Regions from separate parts of the Mus musculus genome. Here region 2 is linked to region 1. A link is a contact called in public promoter capture Hi-C data. All regions are on one chromosome and are shown on one strand. Each heading gives the region's core, a stretch centred on a gene start, on an enhancer-like site or on the middle of the called end of the contact. The rest is flanking DNA. Distances are from core to core; before and after follow the strand shown.

Evidence for each region. Capture Hi-C pulls out chosen DNA fragments and counts their contacts.
Region 2: a promoter capture Hi-C map of adipose tissue shows a contact between it and region 1. The contact joins the promoter of Gtpbp6 here to the promoter of Pgam5 in region 1. A contact is called at or near these places in 1 of 39 promoter capture datasets (erythroid cells), 8 of 484 Hi-C or Micro-C datasets (CD8 T cells, embryonic stem cells, liver and 3 more), 8 of 115 datasets of contacts at active chromatin or transcription factors (the SCID.adh cell line, bone marrow-derived macrophages, effector CD8 T cells and 5 more) and 3 of 9 other capture datasets (adipose tissue, liver and pancreatic islet).

What each region holds. Positions count from the first base shown.
Region 1 is chr5:110,266,314-110,273,471 of GRCm38.p6, forward strand. It overlaps Pgam5 (phosphoglycerate mutase family member 5), which reads right to left and starts at 3,586. Exons shown (of 6, transcript NM_001163538.1): 1 at 3,339-3,586; 2 at 774-952. The coding sequence starts at 3,526.
Region 2 is chr5:110,103,671-110,110,828 of GRCm38.p6, forward strand. It overlaps Gtpbp6 (GTP binding protein 6 (putative)), which reads right to left and starts at 4,527. Exons shown (of 10, transcript NM_145147.5): 1 at 4,186-4,527; 2 at 3,390-3,527; 3 at 3,200-3,270; 4 at 2,983-3,113; 5 at 2,596-2,666; 6 at 1,529-1,687; 7 at 1,220-1,428; 8 at 840-988; 9 at 598-750; 10 at 307-498. The coding sequence starts at 4,501. The coding sequence ends at 351. It overlaps Plcxd1 (phosphatidylinositol-specific phospholipase C, X domain containing 1), which reads left to right. Exons shown (of 8, transcript NM_207279.2): 8 at 1-2,283. Zfp605 (zinc finger protein 605) reads left to right here and starts at 6,422. Exons shown (of 5, transcript NM_001163996.1): 1 at 6,422-6,647.

The DNA of each region.
Region 1 (7,158 bases), core at 2,336-4,835:
ATAATATAGCCCACTGATAGAACTGCCTAACATGCAAAACCCTGGGTTCCATTCCCAATACTGATAAAGAAAGAACAAAATCAAGTCTCAGCATCATGGTAGCCCACTGCCTCATGACAATAGATACAACATAACAACAAAGTGAAGAAAAAAATGAAAACTGAACTGGGCTTGGTGGTGCAGACAGACTTGTACTCCCAACACTCAGGAGGCTGAGGCAGGAGGGTTGCCATGAGTTCAAGGCCTGCCTCAAACTACAAACTGATTCTCAGGGGTCACAAGGAGACAGTGATAGTAAATGCTTTTTCCTTAAATGTGCTTTAGCATATAGCTGAAAACATTCTAAGAAATCATTTTCCTTTTGTTTTGAAAATGAGTTTTTTGCTGGATACAGTAACCTACACCACAGTGGAGACCTGATACCCTGCTTATGCCCAGGGGTCAGAAGCCACAGAACTCCTCAGGTTGGAGAAACAATCTGCTAGAGGAGAATCCTGGAGACATTGTGACCATCCAACTCTTTTTGAGTATTATACAAGTGGGAAATATGCCATCTATCAATAAACTGTTTAAAATGGAACGGCACACCACAATGCTCACCTTCCCACCTACTTGGGAAGCAAGGCAGGGGAATCAGGAACTCAGACTACATAGTGAGAGTCTGGCTGTATCACCACCATGCTGAAAGGTAGGAGGGGGAGGGGGAGCAGAGAGAAGGCCTAGATCCCTGGTTCAGCCTGTAACTAACTTCAAGACCAACCAATGAGTCATACCTAATGGTGTCAGGGTGCGGTCCTTCTCCAGGGAGCCATCCACATGGTACTGGGAATGCCGGATGAGGAAGATGTGCCTTGTGGCCTTGGCCTTATAGTGATCCAGCCTGGATGTCAACTCGTCTTCTCCAGATTCCACATTCCTTTTCTTCAGGTTAATGAGTGACAGTGGCTCTCGCCTAATTGTAAAAGTATGTCTTATCTTATGACCTCTTGTCCAAGACACCTTTCAGTGCTTGGGAAAAGGCCTGGGGGAGAAGCCCAGGCCAGAGAGCCTAGCCTCACAGACTCTTCCCGAAAAGGCTAGGCTCGCTCTGGTTGATACATATATTATTCCTGCATATAACATGAAGCCTCAGGTTCATGTTCCTGGTGAAGACAGGCTGGGTGAAGAGATGGCTCACAGGTTAAAGTGCTTGTTATACAAGCAGGAAGACTAGAGTCCAGAAGCCACATAAATACTGGGTAGGTATAATGGCCCACTTATAATTGCAGCCTCAGAACGTGGAGACGGGACCCCTAGAAGAAGCTGTCTAGTCAGACTACTTGTGTTGCAAGTTCTCGGTTTGACTGAGAGGCCATGCCTTAAACAATAATCCAGAAGTATGATTGAGAAACAATTTCCATAACTACCCCGGGCTTTCCCACAGACCTACACACATGTGATCTCACACACGTGCACATGAGACGGGAAAAAAAAAAAAGGAGAAACCCAATGATGCCTCAAATAAGCAAGCAGTGTCAAGAGATGTGAGAGTGGATAGTTGCACTGCAGCGGAGCCTAGAACTGTACTGTCTGTGTGACTCCAATAGTCTTGGGGCTGTTTCATTCATTTACTACTTCTGCTGGTGATAAGACAGGCCCTCTCAGTGTAGCTCAGGCTGACGTCACAACAATTCTACTTCAGCCTTCCAAGTATGAGGAGTACAAGCGAGCATATACTAACATCCCTAACGTAAGTTAAAAATACTAGGCACAGGACCTTGGCTGTGCTTTCTCACAGTACAAGTCTGGACTCCTCACACTCTGGAAAAGCTGAGGCGGAAGGATCACAAAAGGCCAGGTTGAATAAGTAAGTCTAACTATACTTAGGTCTTTCGTAGCTCAAGATTCCACACTCAATATTCAATCAACCGGGCATCAAAAAATACTCAAAAGTTTGCATCTGAACTAAACAGACCTTTTTGTATGTGATTTTTTTTTAAAACCTCAAGCTATATATTTTAACAACTACTTAGGTAGCAATTTTATTGTACTGAGTGTGATAAATAATCTAGGAATGATTTAAAGTATACAGGAGGATAAGCTAGATGCCTAGGTTATCTGTAAATACTTCATTATCATGAACATCCACAGAGTTTGATATGTTCAGGGATCATGGACCCAATCCCCCACCATACAGAGGGATTACTATAATTAATTTTAAATCAAATAAAAATAGAGCTCTTTTCTAAGTCACACTAAACACACTTTAAGTGTTGAGCAGTCACTGGGGTAGTGGCCATCACAATGTTGAGGACTGTAGTTAGTGGAGTGGACGTAGGAGCCGAAGAAACTGAAGCTACTCAGTTAAATGTAGGAGGCAGGAATAGGACAAGTCAGAGCTGCCCAAATTAACACAATGGTGGAAGAGGAAGGTCTGGAAAGGGTGGTGGTGGCGGCTCAAGCATGATCTGAGCAGGCTAACCTGGGGTGTTAGTCCCATATACAGACCAGGCCAAAGTCTTGCTGCAGCTACAGGGCCGTGTGTGGGGCTGGACCAGACAAAATTTGGAGACGACTGTCAGAGAGGAAGGCATACCAGAAAGAAACCAAGTGGATATGCCCCTTTTAGTCCCTTCCGGCACTTGTTGATCCATCTGTCATGCATCCTTCCCCACCTAACAAGGCCACTGTACCAATCCATCCACGTAAGCAGACACAGCAAGCAAATATGAAACATTTAAAATCAGGTCATTTCTTTTTTCTTTCTTTCTTTTTTTTTTTTTTTTTTTTTTGAGACAAGGTGTTTCTATATAGCCCAGAATTCAGAGTTCTGCCTGCCTCTGACTCCCAGTGCTGGGATTAAAGCTGCATGCCACTCGCTATACATGCCACTGTACCCGGCTTCCATGGGTAACCCAACCCTTGGCTCTACTTCACGCACGGGTTCTCTGGCCTCTGAAGGGATAGCATGCTTGCAGTCCCAATCTTCCCCAAGCTGCAGGAGGAGAATTTGTGAGGCAAACCTGGCTGTCTATCAAGACCCTGACTCTGAGTAAGACTTAATCCTTTGGAATTTCAGGCCCACAGAGGATGGTGGTCCTGGGACAAAGACCTGGTGCACTGTCTCTGAACAAGGACTCTTCGAGTATGGGGTCCGGGCGGTTAGAGGTCCCTCAGAGAGACGGGTGGCCCAGGCGCGAAGACCTTCGGGAGGTGCGCCATCCAGGCACTGCCACCGATTCACACAAACTCAAGACCCACTAGCACGCAGCGTCCCCTTCCCTTCAGAGCACCGATCTCCGCCATCCCGGGATGGAGGTGAGGAAGCAGGGCCGAGCCCAAACCTCCCGTCCCCGCACCTGTCCCAGTTGGTGTCCCAGACGCCGCGCCCGGCTCGCGCTCCTGTCCAGGCCGGCGGCTCGGTCGCGCGCGTGTCTGCATCCCCGCCACCTCGCGGCTTCCCTACCGCGACCGCCGAGAAGAGAACAGCGGCCGAGCCACCGGCCAGACCACAGGCCGCCAGCTGAAGCGCCTGCCGGAAAGCCATGCCGCAAATCGCGCGACCTGACGGCGGGACGCCAGGAGCAGACTTCCGCTTCCGGCTGGTGGAAGTCCCGCCCCTTCCCCCCCCCCCGACGAATCAGGAAACGCGGCCCAGGGCGCCACCTGCCGGTGGTCGCAGGGTAGCAGGCGCAGATGCCTGCCCTTTAGTGGGTGGAAATCAGGCACTGGGGTTTATTTATTTATTTTATTTTATTTTTTTGGTTTTTCGAGACAGGGTTTCTCAGTGTAGCCCTGGCTGTCCTGGAACTCACTCTGTAGACCAGGCTGGCCTCGAACTCAGAAATCTGCCTGCAGGCACTGGGTTTATATGAATTGAAAAACCTCAAGTTTGGCACTTCAATTTGAAGTTTTTATGTTTTCATTTGTAATCTTTAAGTGTATGCATACTCTCAACTTTCACCTCCTGAATTCTTTCCATTTTTTTCCCTAAGAACCTTCTTCATTCAACTATCAACCCTCCATTCCCCACCCCTAGTCCCTGGCACCTACCATCGCGCCTCCAAGTTTTACCGCTCTAGTTGCTTTTGACCAATTGACCGGGTCCTTCTGTGTAGGAAAGGTGTCCACCTGCTCTTCCAGGGCCATTGTACCCAAGGCCTAGGGACTAGACTGGCAGGCCCACGGACTTACAGCTCCAGGCTTGGGCTTTAACTACCAAGCGGCCCAGCACTTGGCAGCTGTTATAATTTTCATCTTTGAGCAACAATGAACAGCAGCAGGCATTTGGTAATATTACTGCTCCTGAATGAACCTCTAACCTCAGACATTCTCAGAACCCTTGGCCTTCCACAATGGCTAAGGCGGTCCTTTGGCTAGACAGCTCCCTAAAAGTCTTAGCAACAGGATCTGTTTTTTCCACAGCCTTCTTTCACCTCAGCTCTCTATTCTCTCTAGCCTCAGCCTTTTGGTGTTCCTAGCTCAGCCTACCCTACTATTGATAAAAATAAATTAAATTTTTTTTACAAAAACCCTCTAAGGCCTGACATACCAAAAAAAAAAAGGATACAGAGGCTGTATTTCACACTGACTGAAACGTGAGTTTCAGTCGGCTTATATATAAAGAGAAAAGGGTGTTATGGCAAGGGTCTTAGCCCCAATCCTGGCAGTCCTTCATGCACGTTTGAATCAATCGCAGGTTTTCTGCAGAGCCACCAAGGGAGAGCCTCCCCCTGGCCTGGATGAGACGATTGCAAGGTCATCAGAGTTCACTACCATGCTGTCTTGCTCAGTGTCGGTGGAGGCTGTCTGGACAGATCATGACTGGAGCAAGTCTTCCACGGAGGTTCTGGTGGCCCATATGACTGCAGAGGTGTCTGCCCAGTGAGCCCCAATATCTAAACTGGCTGCCAGGAGGGCAGTGTGGCTAGTTGTCCTTAAGAGGCTGCTTTCCTGACAGGACCTCAGCCAGGCACCAGAGCAGGACCTGTTAGATGCTTTAATCTTTCACAGGAAGCATCAATAGGGTGTGTGTAACAAAAATCTGTAACAAAATTACAGTATAGTTCTTTTTTTTTTATTTTATTTTGTTTTGTTTTTTTGAGACAGGGTTTCTCTGTGTAGCCCTGGCTGTCCTGGAACTCACTTTGTAGACCAGGCTGGCCTTGAACTCAGAAATCCGCCTGCCTCTGCCTCCCGAGTGCTGGGATCAATGGTGTGCGACACCACGCCCAGCTACAGAATAGTTCTTCTTTAACAGTGCTTCCTTACTGCCTCTTTGTCCCACAGGGATGTAGGTCTCCCTGATTTGTATTCTAGGTACCTTAAATTATTTGGACTCCCACAGTCTGTCCTCTTGGAACTAGGTGTCCTTTTCTGTGTCTTTCTTTCTTTTTCTTTTTCCTTCCTCTGAGATGGGGGTCCCATCATACTGTGTAGACTTGGATGCCTTGGGGCATGCTGTATAGACCAGACTGGCCTCAAACTCATAGAGATCCACCTGCCTCTGTCCCCTGAGTGATGGGGGAAAGGCCCTTGCCACCAAGCCTGGCTTACGTGGCTATTTTGAGCATTAAATTTGTAAACAAATAAATGTGTTGCTTCATCTCAGGAAACTGCTTCTGTTTCTGCACTCCTCTTTATCACTGCAAAGTAAGGGAAAAGGCGTAATGGACAGAATAAGCGGGAGGTACATGCAGAATTGTGACACCGTGTGACAGTGCAGTTGTAAGGACCACTTTATGGGTTTATATATAGATATTGGTAGACTGGGTACACAGGTCATTCGGTAGGGAGCTTGTTTAGCTTATGCAAAGCCCTGAATCCCATCCTCAGTATTGCCTAAATCAGGTATAGTGGAGCACATCTGTAATCCCAACAAATGAGAAGTGAAAATAGGAGATTCACAAGTTCAAGGGCATCCTTGGAGTTCAAGACTAGCCTGGAATACATAAGACCCTGTCTCAAAAAAGAGAGGGTGACTTGGGGGAGAATAGAGAGGTGGTTAAGAGCACTGGCTGCTCTTCCAGAGGTCTCAAGTTTATTTCCAGCACCAGTCTGTGACTCCAGTTCCAGGTGATCCAAAACCCTCTTCTGGCCTCTAAGGGCAGTGGACACACATGGTATACAGACATAATCTCAAGCAGACATAAAACAAAAATAAGTGAAATCTTTTAAAAATAAAGGAACTGTTGGCCATAGTATCTAGAGCTAAATATGAGGGAAAGATTATCGGCTTACCTACCAGAACAGCTCCCCGTTCATATAACCACTTGTAAACACAATGATAATGTCTGAGTGGAGGAGACTAGAAAAGTACATTCTGACTTTCTCTATACGTAGTTGTGTCAACCAATATGTAGGAAATGAGCTAAATGATGTGGGCTGGGATATGCCAGAAATATGAATTCACACCACTTTAAAGCAAAGAAGACAGACATGGTAAAGACATGCTTGTAAGTCCAGGACTTTAGAGGAAGACGAAGACGCAGGATATGGCTGACCATGATGACATACTCCTTTAATGCACATACTCTTGGGTCAAAGGCAGGGGGATCTCTGTGAATTCAAGGCCACCCTAATCTACACAGCAAATTCTAGGCCGGGCAGGATTGCCTAGTGAAAACTTTACTCAAAAAAATTAAAATTCCAATGTAAGACTTTATAAAAATTCCAGGTTACTGTTAACTACACAATGAGTTCAAGGCCAGCCAGGTAGTCCTGGTTACCTGATACCATGGCTCAACCAACCAACCAACCAACCAACAAACACCTGTATATACTTTAGTGACCTCACCATACTGGCCTATCACTGACATTTTGAGGCCACATGCTATGGTGGTAAAGTGTACTAGTGTTTTCAAACCCAACAACGTGAAAAGAAAAAAAAAATAGACATCAGAGACTACACCTGGACACCTGAATTTGGTTCCGCATTCGTGAAATGCAAAGAACAGCATTGTTATAGCATCAAGTGCTGCTGACTCACAAAGGACTTGGAAAATTGCTAGCAAAGAAATCCCTCAGCAAATGTTATCATGGCTGATCTCTAGAACTGGGGGTGGGGGGTCAGGGGGTGTCTAACGATGGGAGTTTTACTGCATTTCCCAGGCTGGCCCTGAGCACCTAAGCTCCAGCTATCCTCCTACCTCCATGTCCCAAGCAGTTAGGACTGCAGCT
Region 2 (7,158 bases), core at 3,277-5,776, 160 kb before region 1:
ACCTTCAGACCCAGCAGGCCAGGGCCCAGAATGTTCTGCTGTCATGATGCTGTTGCAGAACACATGGTGGCCACGTATGTGTCACTTCTGTTCGCATCACCAGGTGCTCAGGCCTCCATTGATGAACGGATTTTGAACTAACGCACATGTGCGGATGTTTTTGTGGTCTCTGGCAGCCCAGGCTAGACCCAGGCCTTGGAAACAGTCTCTGCTCCCAAGGGAAGCTCCACCCCAGCTACTGAGTACAAGCACCATTTCCCTTGTAACAGGGACTCTTCCCAGTCACCTATACAAAACCAGGCCGGTGAGGGAGACACAGGACATATCCTGCTTTAATAAGTTACTGTCAGTCAATGTGGGAGGGCAGAAGGGGCGTCAATGGGGAACAGTTTCCTGAACCGGCCATAGGCAGCCTGGGTGATGACGACGGTCACGTGGGCCGCATCACCCTCTGGCAGCTCCTGCACCTGCTGCACCACCGCCTCCTTATAGAGCCAGCTGCAGGGACACACAAAAATCACCACCAGGCATGCTGGGAGGTCTCAGGGCGTGCTGAGAGATGGTACAGGCACGGGTGGGCACCCCCACACGACTCACCCAAGTTGGGGTCCCCCAAGGCGCACACATAGCGTGAGGACCTGCCTGCCTGTGGCACGCAGCACTGACGCCTCCAGTGCGGCCTTCAGCTCGTCTAGCCCACGCCCTGAGATTGCAGACACGGCCAGGGCTCCAGAGCATGGTGGAGTGTACCTGCAGGGGCGGGGGACTTAGGTGATCTCATGTGGGGTTGGCCGGGAGGGCGGTGTGGGCCACCACCCTGCCCATCGTACCACACTCACCCCGGCACCAGGTCCACCTTGCTGTGAACCTCCAACGCTGACTCCAACAGTGCGGGAGGCAGATGCAGGCCCCGCAATGTGGACAGGACAGTGGCCTTCTGCAGCTCTGCATCAGGGTGGCTCACATCAGTCACGTGCACCAGGACATCCTGTATGGGGCGTGGTTGGGGATAGGAGCAAGATCAGGCATCATGAAGGGGTGTGGTCAGAGGTGGGAGATGAGGAGTGTGGTCTAGGGGTGTGGCCAGAGGACAGAAGCAGTCTGCAGACAGAAACTGCCGGGGTATCATGTCACACCCAGGCCTACAAGGAGAGTGACCTGACACCCACAGAGGACCGCACAGAGGACAGGCTCCAACCGTCAGGTCCCTGAAACCCACCGAGTAAGCCACGTCCTCCAGTGTGGCAGAGAACGCATGGATCAGGCTGTGCGGCAGCTGGGACAGGAAGCCAATAGTGTCCACGTACAAGATGCGCAGGCGTGAGGGGAGCAACCCCGCGTGTACGGTGACATCAAGAGTAGCAAACGGTTGGTCCCGCGGCTGCAAAGCAGCCTCACCCGTCAGAGCCTGGATGAGTGTGGTCTTCCCTGGGAGGGAGCAGGTGAGAACGTGGCACTGTCAGCCCCAGCTCTTGCCATGCCTACACTGGTGCACCCCGGCCTCCCATGAGGGCCCCTCCCTCCTCACCACAGTTGGTGTATCCCACCACTGACACCACAGGGAACTCTCGCCGCACCCGCTCCTTCCGCATCAGCCTCCGCTTATCCCGAAGCCGCTCAAGGACACGACGGAGCCGCAGCTCCCGGTCCCTGAGTGCGCGGGCCCGCAGCTCCGTGGGTGACTCTCCTGGGAGGACAAGAGACACAGTATGGGGGCAGGGGAAGGAGAACTGTGGCCCGGTGCAGAACTTCAGGGTCTTCTGTGGGCATGAACATCACATTCTTGGGGGAATCCCGCCTGACCTTGCCCCAGACAGGCAACGCATGAGCAGATCCTCCCATGGGGGATCACACCAGTCATTCACAGAAAGACATAGTCAGCCGGCCTGTCACACATCCATGAAGCAGTTGGGCTCTGAGCAGATTCTTGTGTAGGTCAATGTATAGCATCCCCAGCCTTGAGCAGGCTGACTCAGACCTGTTATTCTGACACTGTGGATGAGACCACCTACGGTGGAGTCTTCCAGACCTAGATAGGTCTATTCTGTCACCTGTGCTGCTCTTCTCCAAGATGCCAATAACCCAAAAGGCTGAACCTGTCTTCCTGAGATATTCCTGGGATAGCTGACAATCTGTCGAATTGGCGACCTAATGCTAGCAGCTCTAGCAGACTAAGTGCTAACAACTTGGCAACAAAGCATCAAGAAGTCTGGGTGGCAGGGAAATGGGCTTTCCCCCTTTATAAGCACAGACTCTTAGTAAACATTGGGCCATGATCAGAAATTTGTCTTGGTCTCGTTTCTTCTTTCGTTTCCTCCCTTACAGCTCCAACCTCCCACTCAGGAACCCAGTTTGTGTGGCTGCGACGGGTACACAATGAACTCCGGGATCAGGAGAGGTCATGAAGTGAGCACAAGGGGGCCATGTAAAGGTCAGGGGTCATGTGAACTCTCCATACCTTGCAGTCCCTCCTGCTGTGATCCCAGGGCTCAGTCATTACATTAGACCCCAGTCACAGCCCCGCATCACAGGCCTGTGTTCCCCTCCATGTCCCCCTTCTCCCCAATATCCCCTCTACACACCTCTGGCCCTTACCTGACCCCATGATGTACCGGGAGCCCCAGCCTTGCTGGTCTTGCTGCCCAGAGTCGGTATTCACAGAGGACCTGGAGGGAGGCAGGTAGGTAGCGCATGAGGGGAGGGGAGGACACAGGGAGCACCCCTGTCACAGCGTCCAAGGATATGTGCAGAGGACATGCGGGGAGGAACTGCGGAGAGCACCACCTGCCACCTGTTGCAGCATCTACAGTCACGCGAGAGGATACGCAAGGAGGACATGTAGGGAGGACATACGGAGAGTACCCAAGGACATGTGAAGAGAACATGTGGGGAGCACTACATGCTGCATCACCCACAGACTCCCTGAGAGGGCAGGTGGTAAAAACACGAGGGGAGGACATGCGGGGAACATCACCCGCGAACCTGAGGAGCGGGATCTCTGCCAGCGCCAGCTGCATCCGGGCCTCCCTCGTGCGTGCGTTACAACGGAAGATATGCAGAACTAGGGTGAATCTGTCGAACACACGCAAACCCCAAGCGGACTCCAGCTCCTTCTGAGGAGATGGGGGCCACGCAGGGATCAGTCAGGGGTCACATGGTGTCATGGGTCATGTGAGGATCAGGGGGGACACAAGGGAACCTTGGTCGGTGGCGCCATCCTCTCCACGTTCAGGAACACGGACGTGATGTCCTGGCATCCCTTGATCTTTTCTGGAGCACAGGGAGTGGCCCGTCATGGGGTTAGGAGGAGGACGGGAGGCAGTCTGACCCATCCTACACCAGCGCAGGTGAGGCGCATGCCCAGCGGCCAAAGGTGAGGTACCGCTCACCTGTCACGTCCTGAAAGTTGCCCTTGCCGAACACCAGCCTGCTGCCAGGCGCTGCGCTGGGCACCACCAGGGTACTCGCGACCGACCATCCTGGAAGTGCGCGCACCAGGGCGGCCGCCTCTGCCACCTGCCACTCCGCTGTGAGGACACAAGGGTCCATCCAGTCAAGGGCCGAGCGGGAAGACCTCGGACCACGGCGGTGGACAGGGTTAGCTCTGGGATGAAACCGCGCCCGCGCAGAGTCCGCATCCCCCGCCCACACCATGTCCCCACCCTGCAGCTCACATCACAACCCTAAGAAGCTCGCCAGGCCATGATCCAAAGCTCTACCAGGGAAAGGCAGAACCTCTAGGACTCGCCCCCAGCGCCCAATGTTCCCCCCCCCCAGACTCCGCCTACAAATTTAGGATAGTCCCGCCCCAAGGTCCCACCCGGAGCACGCGCAGCCTCACCCATCGGGCAGGCCCAGGTACCATCACATGCTCAGCCAGATCACGCCCCCAGCACGCAAGCTCGCCAGACTCCGACTCCACCAGGAGAGCAGCCACGAACCCAGCACATCCCAGACTATCCACACTCTCTACCGTACGCCCGATGTCCATCATAGTACCCTGCCCCCAGTGCTCCTCCCTCGGCTTCTCCTTCCTTTCTCGTGACTCCGCCCCTTCCAGAACTAGGCGTCACCGCCGCCCCAATTCCCCGTGGCCTTCCTGTATAGCACTAGTAAGTTTCGGCCTTCAGGTCCTCGCCCCTTCCGGCTTCCCTGCTCAATCCCCACTCTCGCCCTACCCGATACCTGTGCTTCGAGGCTTTTTTCCGGCCGGGCGTTTGACGTCAGGATGCAGGACGCAAACGCGCTGTGTATCCAAGGGCAGGAGGGGTGGGGCGCGGAGCAGCTCATCCTCCTCTTCCTCTTCGTCCTCACGGGGGTCCTCCTCGCCCCCACCACGGACGGGACCGCCCCCCGCCCACGCGCTCCCCCAGACCCGGCTCCCGGCGTGGACAGTGCGGACGGGACTTGGCAGGGTCACCGCGGGGCTCCGAACGAGTTGTACGCGGCGCACACGCGGGAGCCAGAACCCCGGGAGCACGGCGGCGCGCAGAAAAAGCATGGCGCGTGCGCGCGCAGCGAGAGACTGCGGGGGCGGGGGAGGGAGAGCAGGGAGGGACGGGAAGAACAACAGGGCGCATGTGCGTGCCGCGAAGGGTGGCTCTGGGAGGATCGAGAGCAGATCGCTTACCCGCAGCGAAAAACTTGGATAGGGGCGGGGTCAGGGAGAAAGGACAGCAAGGCGCATGCGGCGAGGGGCGGGGCCGAAAGGACAATGCCTCTAAAACAAAACAAATAAAAATAAGCCTAGTGGTGGAAGATCTGAATAGAGTTAGTGTAGGCACAGCAATTTCAAAAGGAACAACACAGGACTCAATAGAACTCAGGGTTTGGCCTATGACAACTTTTATGAAGACAATAAAGTTAGGTATAAAGGACATAGGCTATTGAAATAATCTAGCACTGAATGTTAAAATAGAATTCAAATAAGTTATAAAATGTGTTAGCTTTTATGCTTAGTTATAAGAAATTACAAATATTCATGTTTCTGTTGAAACTTACTTGGGCCACAGGAAACTCTCCTCAACACAGAGGAAGATGGAGTCACAGATGGTAGGCTAGAGGATGTTCAGTACCAAGAACTAGAAGGAACTAAATGGAATATATCTGTGACCTGGGATAGCTGCGCGCTCTCTCTCTCTCTCTCTCTCTCTCTCTCTCTCTCTCCTGTGTATCTTTTTTTCAAGTCATTTATATATTTTCTGGAGTGGAGTTGTGGGGACATATTCATATAAAGTAGGAACAAATCAAGCCTTGGGATGTGTGCTGCTGACAATCCATTTAGCTTACTTGCCTGAAGCAGGGAACTAGGGGATACAAAACAAACAAACAAAACAAAACAAAACCCAAGCTGGAGATGTCTCTCAGACTAGTAAAGAGACTGGCTGCTCCACTGAACATAGTCATGATTAAAATAGTTCAAGATGTCACAGCACTGGTTGCTTCTCCAGAGGACTGGGGTTCAGTTCCTAGCACTCACATATTTGGCTCTTCATGAGTATCTTCCTGGATGCAGACAGTAGTGCTGAAATGTCTAATTTGGGTATAGAAGCCAAGAACATCAAGAGATATTTAAAAGTTAATGAATTCTTCCTTTAAATTATCTGCTTTGGGTGACAGAAAGATGGCTCAGGGGTGCGTTTCCAGAGGACACAAGTTTAATTCCCACCACCCACATAAGAGCTCACAACAGTCTTAGGAGGATCAACACCCTCCTGGCCTCTGTAAGCATGCACACAGTGCACAAGCATATAAGGCACAACACTAATATACATGAAATAAACAAATACATTTTAAAATAAAAAAGAGTTTTAAGAAATAAAATAGGACTGGAGAGATGACTCAGTGGTTAAGAGCACTGTCTGCTCTTCCAGAGGTCCTGAGTTCAAATCCCAGCAACCACATGGTGGCTCACAACCATTTGTAATGTGATCTGATGCCCTCTTCTGGTGTGTCTAAAGACAGCGACAAGTGTACTCACATACATAAAATAAATGCATCTTTAAAAGAAGAAGAAGAGGAAGAAGAAGAAGAAGAAGAAGAAGAAGGAGGAGGAGAAGGAGAAGGAGAAGGAGAAGGAGAAGGAGAAGGAGAAGAAGAAGAAGAAGAAGAAGAAGAAGAAGAAGAAGAAGAAGAAGAAGAAGAAGTAGTAGTAGTAGTAGTAGTAGTAGTAGTAAAATGCTTCAGGCCAGTGAGACAATACAACGGTAAGGGCCGAAGAAGAAGAAGTAGTAGTAGTAGTAAAATACTTCAGGCCAGTGAGACAATACAACGGTAAGGGCCCTTGCTGATGACATCGTCTTAAGGGAACATGAAGGCTGGGGGTGGGGGGTGGAGGGGTGGGTCCGGAAGTGAAGCCCATCCTTCAGTCCCAGGCACATTTGCCCCAGTGGATCTCTGGGAAATGTAGTTCTACATCGACACTTCCTCTACTGGGCCACACCGACTCTGCAGCTGTTAGGTCTGCAGTAAGCCCTAGTGAAGCTAGTGACAGATGACGTGATCCTGTAGAGAGCTAAGTCTGTATCCAATCTGGTCTTTGGCAAACTCAAAGAGCGTTTAGGCTCTGCCTGGAGCAGGTGCGGAGCCATTGGAGAGGGGAATTGCGCATGCGCAGAATGGCGGTCCCGGTTTTGGTAAGGATTAAGGTGAGGCGGGCCCTGAGCACTCTTGAGGGATTGTGTCCAACAGCCTGGTAGGAGGTTGGGGCAAGAAGAGGTGGCTGAAGGAGGGAGTGCAGGAGGAGGGTGGGAGAAGGTGACGGTGCCATTACTGATGCTGCACCCTGTCAGGGACAATAAGGCACGCGGATTAGATGATGGAACATCCGAACACAGAACATTCTGGCCTGTGAGAACAGGTGTCAATGCCAGGTAAATGAAGAACTAGTGGGATTCCCCAGACAAGTCTTGTGGGGCGGGAAGGGGTTGCTTTGTATGTTTGTAAACCAGTGAGTCCCGGACGGCATGTATGTGTGCTCTTTTTGTTGGTGAAGACAGTAATCATCAGTCATTCGGGTGCCATAAGGACCCTGTCTTCCTGAGAAACAGCAGAAATGATTAAATCTTTCACCTTTTGGATTCTAGGAGAGGCTCACTGTCAAGACTTATCGTCTAAGTACAATAGTGCTTAGATCTGACTGTACTTTGTTAGCAATGG